Linked DNA regions of Sus scrofa: region 1 is linked to region 2. The links are chromatin contacts, called in public HiChIP or PLAC-seq maps. All regions are on one chromosome and are shown on one strand. Each heading gives the region's core, a stretch centred on a gene start, on an enhancer-like site or on the middle of the called end of the contact. The rest is flanking DNA. Distances are from core to core; before and after follow the strand shown.

What was found. HiChIP or PLAC-seq counts read pairs in DNA pulled down with a chosen protein or histone mark.
Region 1: an H3K27ac HiChIP or PLAC-seq map of alveolar macrophages shows a contact between it and region 2. The contact joins two enhancer-like sites. A contact is called at or near these places in 1 of 47 Hi-C or Micro-C datasets (embryonic fibroblasts) and 1 of 2 datasets of contacts at active chromatin or transcription factors (alveolar macrophages).

What each region holds. Positions count from the first base shown.
Region 1 is chr3:27,473,824-27,476,865 of Sscrofa11.1, forward strand. The region is part of intron 1 of XYLT1 (xylosyltransferase 1); the gene reads right to left. Among named protein-coding and RNA genes, the nearest start is that of XYLT1, 17 kb to the right of the region's middle. Within about 2 kb of position 1,393, at least 3 of the 83 cell types and tissues checked have an H3K27ac peak or open chromatin away from gene starts, as enhancers often do. A contact at or near this core is called in alveolar macrophages, where this site is marked.
Region 2 is chr3:27,265,506-27,268,815 of Sscrofa11.1, forward strand. The region is part of intron 3 of XYLT1 (xylosyltransferase 1); the gene reads right to left. Among named protein-coding and RNA genes, the nearest start is that of XYLT1, 230 kb to the right of the region's middle. Within about 2 kb of position 1,601, at least 10 of the 83 cell types and tissues checked have an H3K27ac peak or open chromatin away from gene starts, as enhancers often do. A contact at or near this core is called in alveolar macrophages, where this site is marked.

The DNA.
Region 1 (3,042 bases), core at 143-2,642, 210 kb after region 2:
CGTTGCTGTGGCTCTGGCGTAGGCCGGTGGCTACAACTCCGATTCGACCCCTAGCCTGGGAACCTCCATGTGCCGCGGGAGCGGCCCAAGAAATAGCAACAACGACAACAACAAAAGACAAAAAGACAAAAAAAAAAAAAGACCATCGGAGGCAGAACGGTTTTGGACAAGCAACAGGAAACTGTTTTTGTCTGTCCAGGTCCCCCTCCACATCATGTAACGTCTACGCCAGTCAACATTTCAGGCTTTAGGCAAACGGGGCTGATGAATACGCTGAAGGGGTTGCAGGGCCCCTTACACAGGAGAGCGCTTTACAGCGGCCCCGGCTCTTGTCCCTCCCCAGCTGACGTTCTATGCCCTTCATCCTGTCGGTCACACTGTCCCCCTCTTCCTCCAATCCCTGCCTAATCCCCTTCTATTCACTGTAGCCTAAATGTCCACTTGTCAGAAAAGCCTGTCCTGACGACCCCCTCTACACATGCTCACGTCCTCCCAGGACGGGAGCTACAGGCGGGGCTGGGACACTGTTTTGTCCGCTGCTCCTAGCACAGTGCCTGGTACACAGCAGGTCCCCAGTAAGACTGCAAGTGAAGTGTCTGTGAACGGCCTGGATAAAGCTACAGCAATGCAGGCATGCAATCCTTCCAGCACAGGATGCATGGCAGATCAGCAATGCATGCTGCTTGGAGCACGTCAAAACCGATCCCCGGCCCACGAGGTTAGCGTCCCATTCCTCCCAGAGAGTAGCCCTGTGCTTAGCAAGGTAGAAGCCCCTTTCCCAGTTCCCCAAGGGCCACCCTCCAGTCCCCAGCCCAACTCTAGGCCCAGGAGAATGCCGGCTTTACAAGAACCAGGAAGGCATCAGAGCTGACGGGCCAGGCTCTTTGCAAACCTGCACGAGTGTCAATGTATTACACAGGACAACAAAACACCCCGCCGGCCAAATTATTTGTTGTTTTTCGTAGGGCCGCACCTGCAGCATATGGAGGTTCCCAGGCTAGGGGTCGATTTGGAGCCACAGCTTCCAGCCTCCACCACAGCCACAGCAAAGCCATATCCGAGCAGCATCTTCCACCTACACCACAGCTCACGGAAACACCAGATCCTTAACCCATTGAGAGAGGCCAGGGATCGAACCCACGACCTCATGGTTACCACTGAGCCACAATGAGAACTCCCCAAATTATTCTCAAAGGCAAGAGGAAGTTGGTCAATAGGACAAAAGCACAGAAGATTTGCTCTACCTTGATGTGGGCAGGCTAAGTGATAACTTCCCCTGACCCACTTACCCAACCTAAATCATATGAAACTTCAGGGGCTCCTCCTGCTACCTACCACTTCCTTCACTCAGTAGCCACAAAAGAAGCACTGAACAAACAATGGGAGTTAGGAACATGCAGCTAGTCACAGATTCTAACCCTAGGAGGAACTAGATTAACATCACGTGCTGTGGAGTACTTAGAGGATCTTGTTGAACAACTGCTATTGTGTTTGTGTCCTGTTTCATGAATTTCTGCTTTTATTTCTACTTAGTCCCTTTCCTACATACTTTGTTGTTCTCAACGACCTTTTGAAATAAAAATTGGAGTTTTAACTCAATCATTTCATCTTTTATATTTAATGTCCAAAGCTAAAGTATTTCTAAAATAGGCTATTAATTTTCCTCTGGGCACAGTTTTAGCCTCATCCCATGGGTTTTGATTTGAGATAATCTCATTTTCATTAATCACCCTACAATCTGAAATTCCATGTTTGATTTCTCTTTTGATTTAAGAGTTATTTAGAAGAGTTTTGGTGATTTGTTTAAATGTTTTAAGCAATAGCCTTTTAGAAGCTAATTTTTAATATATCTTACTATTTTATGAATGAGGCCTATTAGGTTTCTACTTCTGAAGTACATTAGGTTTGTTTTGAGACAAATTAATTACCAATTTTAATTAGGGCATCTTAGAATATCTTTAAAAAAAAGCCTTTAAAAAGAAAAGGCCATCTCTTAGAATAAACACACACACATACACACATCTCTCTGTGAAGAGTTTCACAGAAAGCTTACCAAAAAAGTTTTATCTTTTTGAAAATAACATCCAAAGAAAGTAAATAAACTATTAGGGGGGGTGGGGTGGGGAGGGGGGCTACCAGAATTTAAGTATTAGATTTCTCTGATCTGGAAATTCCATACCCAGGAATCATACCCAAAATGGCATTGCTCTGCATCCCCATTTTATTTTTTTATTTTTATTTATTTATTTATTTATTTTTGTCTTTCTGCTATCTCTTGGGCCACTCCCACGGCACATGGAGGTTCCCAGGCTAGGGGTCAAATCGGAGCTGTAGCCTCCGGCCTACGCCAGAGCCACAGCAACACGGGATCCGAGTCGCATCTGTAACCTACACCACAGCTCACGGCAATGCCGCATCCTTAACCCACTGAGCAAGGGCAGGGACCGAACCCGCAACCTCATGGTTCCTAGTCGGATTCGTTAACCACTGCATCTCGACAGGAACTCCTGCATCCCCTTTTTAAAGAATAAAACTGAGACTGCCCAAGACTGAGTCAGATATACTATTCCATTTGAGCTGAGACAGGGTTTCTGATTCCACTAATGCCATCACCATTGAATCCAACTGTCTTCCAAAAGAACTGCTAAAGCAACTGCTGAAGTCTTCCCTTGTGACAATCCTTAAGCCTGATAATTGCACAAGGCACAACCAGAAGGGAAGTTCAAAACAAACAGGACTTTACCCCCAGTAAAGTGGGGTGGGCTGGCTAGAAAAAGTTCTTTGAGAAGCCCCAGAAAGAATATTAAGCCATTTGTCAGCCAGTGCCAAGCAAACCTGAAAGACAGGTGGATCTTAGGGAATCCTGACGTTCTTCTCCCAACCCTGTCAGTGCCTTTGCCTGCAAAAGTGGGACAGGAAATAGAAAAGGACCAGCGTTGCAGGAACCGATGCAGGACCGGAGCTGCTAAACAATACTGACAGTGCACACGAAGGCAGATCCTTAGGGAGAATCTCTGAGCTCCACTGCTGTGGCCACGTACA
Region 2 (3,310 bases), core at 351-2,850:
ATTGGAGCTGCAGCTGCTGGCCTATGCCACTGCCACAGCAATACAAGATCCAAGCCGTGCCTGCGACTTCCACCACAGCTCATGGCAACACCAGATCCTTAACCTACTGAGTGAGGCCATGCATTGAACCTGTGTGCTCATGGATACTAGTGGGGTTGGTTGCTGCTGAGCCACGACGGGAACTTCCGAAGACTTCCTGTTTCAAATAGCCAACGGGTGACTTAAAATCCTGCCATCCTCCTTTCTGAGGCTTGTGATTGGTGGAGGCTTCATCATCCCTCCTCTCCATCCACTTGGCTTCCCTGACCCATCAATGCCATGTGCTACCTGCCCGGTGACTTGGAACTCATCCAACAATAGGATTTGGGATAAATTTTCACAGCTGTGTTTATCATGGGCCCAATTCAAAGGACTGTCCAAGGGACTTTACACAACTTATTTCTTATTCTCACAAAATCCTAAGGCTGAGTAGACGGAACCCTCATTCTAAAGCCACAGAGCTACTTAGGGTTGGAGCTAGGACTCAAAGCCAGATCCATCTGATTTCTAAAGGTGGTCTCCCTCACCTCTGGCACCGTGCCTTCCCAAGTGGGATTCCAGAACAACCAGCCAGGGCAACAGGTCTCCTGAACTTTAACCAGGGAGATACTAGCAGACCTTGCCAGGTCCGGTCTAGCATCTACAGGAGGTGCCACTGGGGGGCCTGCCTGTGCAATCCCAGGAATCACTCTGAGGATGGGGGCAGCACCAGCAGATAAGCTTCCTTACAGGATGGACGGTGACCAGCCTTCCTGACAACCGTGAGTGATGGGTTCTGGGGCTGGAGAAGAAGCAGTCCGTCTCCTTGCAGCCAGCTGGTACCAGAGATTTCTCACTGCACAGAGACCAGCAAGGATCCTCCAAGCACAAATTTCAGTAGAAAGGAGTAGCCAGGCAGCTTTCAGGGTACCAAGTGCCAGCAGAGATGTCTCCCTTCAAAGCAGAGCTTGCAGCCCAGTAGCTCCTGGGCCTGTCCAGCCTGCAGCCAGGTTTTGTGGGGGCTCACACTCTGTTTTAAATTGAAAGAGTTCAATCAAAAGACTTCAGACAAAAATTCAGATTTCAAGAAAATCAGAAGAGGGAGCAAACCTCCTGCCTGGGTCCTCAGGGTATTTTGTGACCCTTGCATTAAACAACACTGTCATGTTCCTGTCATGGCTCCGTGGTTAACAAATCTGACTAGGACCCATGAGGTTTCAAGTTTGATCCCTGGCCTTGCTCAGTGGGTTAAGGATCTGGCATTGCTGTGAGCTGTGGTGTAGGTTGCAGACGCGGCTTGGATCCCGAGTTGCTGTGGCTCTGACACAGGCTGGCAGCTACAGCTCTGATTAGACCCCTAGCCTGAACCTCCATATGCCGAAGGAGCGGCCCTGGTAAAGGCAAAAAGACAAAAAAACAAAAACAAAAACAAAAACAAAACCACTGATGTATACGAATGCTCACTTCATACTGGTTAAGAGCATGCATTTAGGAGGACAGGAGACTTGCCTGCCTATGTTAGTTCTGCCTCTGGCCAGCTTGGCGACCTCAGGGAAAGTACTTAGGAAATGCTAAGCTTTACTAAATTTCTTCATGGGTAAAAGCAAGCATGTGGTGACAGTGGTTCCTCTGTACTGGAGAACCTGATAAGACTATAGACAGGAAACATACTGCAATCATGCACGTGATGAGGGGGTGGGGCGTTCCCACTGTGGCTCAGCGGAAACGAATCCGACTAGTATCCGTGACGATGCGGATTCAATCCCTGGCCTCGCTCAGTGGGTCAGGGATCTGGCGTTGCCATGAGCTGTGGTGCAGGTTGCAGTTATGACTCACATCCTGCGTGGCTGTGGCTGTGGCCAGCAGCTGAGCTCCGATTCCACCCCTAGCCTGGGAACTTCCATATGCCACAAGTTGGGCCCTAAAAAGCAAAAAACAAAACAAAACGAAAAACAAACAGTGCGAGGGGGGGTTCTGTTATCACCCTCATCTTGCAGAGAAGAAACTTGGATTGAAGGGATGAGGTCATTTGCCCAGGAACTCCTAGCTTGTGAGTGACAGGGGATCTGGGTTCAAATGCAGACAGCCTGCTGATTGCACCCAAGTTCATCACCGTTATTGTTCTAAGGGCTGTGCTTCTGAGGCCATCTGCGTCCAGTGACAAAATCATCTCTCCAGTTCTGTATTAGAAATCTCAGTGCAAATCTCCATCCCCCACACGTCCTAACGGCTGGGCTACCCCCTTGCCTCTCCCACCAGGCTGAGAGCAACTCAGGGTTTTGCGATATTGATCTCCGAGCACACCTGTCTGCCTAATGAATAATGAATGAGTAAGCCTAATGAATAAATAAGCACAGGAGAAATCAATCGAGTCCACTATTGGGTATGGAGTAGATTAAAAACAACCCGAAATTAATAAAATCCGCCCATTGACTATCTTTTTGGATATTTCTGAAACCTCTCCTGAATCATTATAGATTTCACAGCAGTAGTCAAAGCCCCCTCTACCTGGGAATCCCGCAAGCTAACCCTCTCCCCTCCCAAGGTGAAGGCTCCGCTCCACGGTGAGCAAAATGAACCCAGTGTTCTTTGGTGCGGATCCACAGTAAATGATCGCTTAGCCCACAGAGAACTGTCTGCAAGACTGTGTTAGTTATTATCCTCTCATAATAAAATAGATTACGCTATAGTAATGAATACGACCATAATGGTTTGCTGGCAGTTTAATCAATGCATTCCTCGACTACCATTGAGCAAAAATAGGTAACACAGGATCATTTGATCTACAGTTTTATTAATTTGGTGCCATTTGTCTCCTGGTTATTTTAATGATCTCTCATTATGAGAAAATGGGGAAACTCCCTGGGGGGAAAAAAAAAGTAGAATCATATGACTCTATGTAATGCATTGCTTTGTTTTTGTGCGGAAAAAGAGCTCACTCCAATTCAGTTTGGGAACCAAGGTTCCTGATGCCTAATTAAATGGAGTTCTGGATTTCTGAAAGAAAAACTCCCTGATCCCAGGCACATCAGACAAAGCCATTCAAATCACGCATAAGATTAAGTGTGCTGAAAGTGGCCTGGCGTTGGTAGAAGCAAGCTTCTAAAATCAGCACCATCGGAGTTCCCATCGTGGCTGTCATGGCTCAGTGGTTAATGAACCCAACTAGTATCCATGAGGATGAGGGTTCAATCCCTGGCCTCGCTCAGTGGGTTAAAGGATCTGGCATTGCTGTGAGCTGTGGTGTAGGCCAGCAGCTACAGCTCCGATTGGACCCTTAGCCTGGGAACCT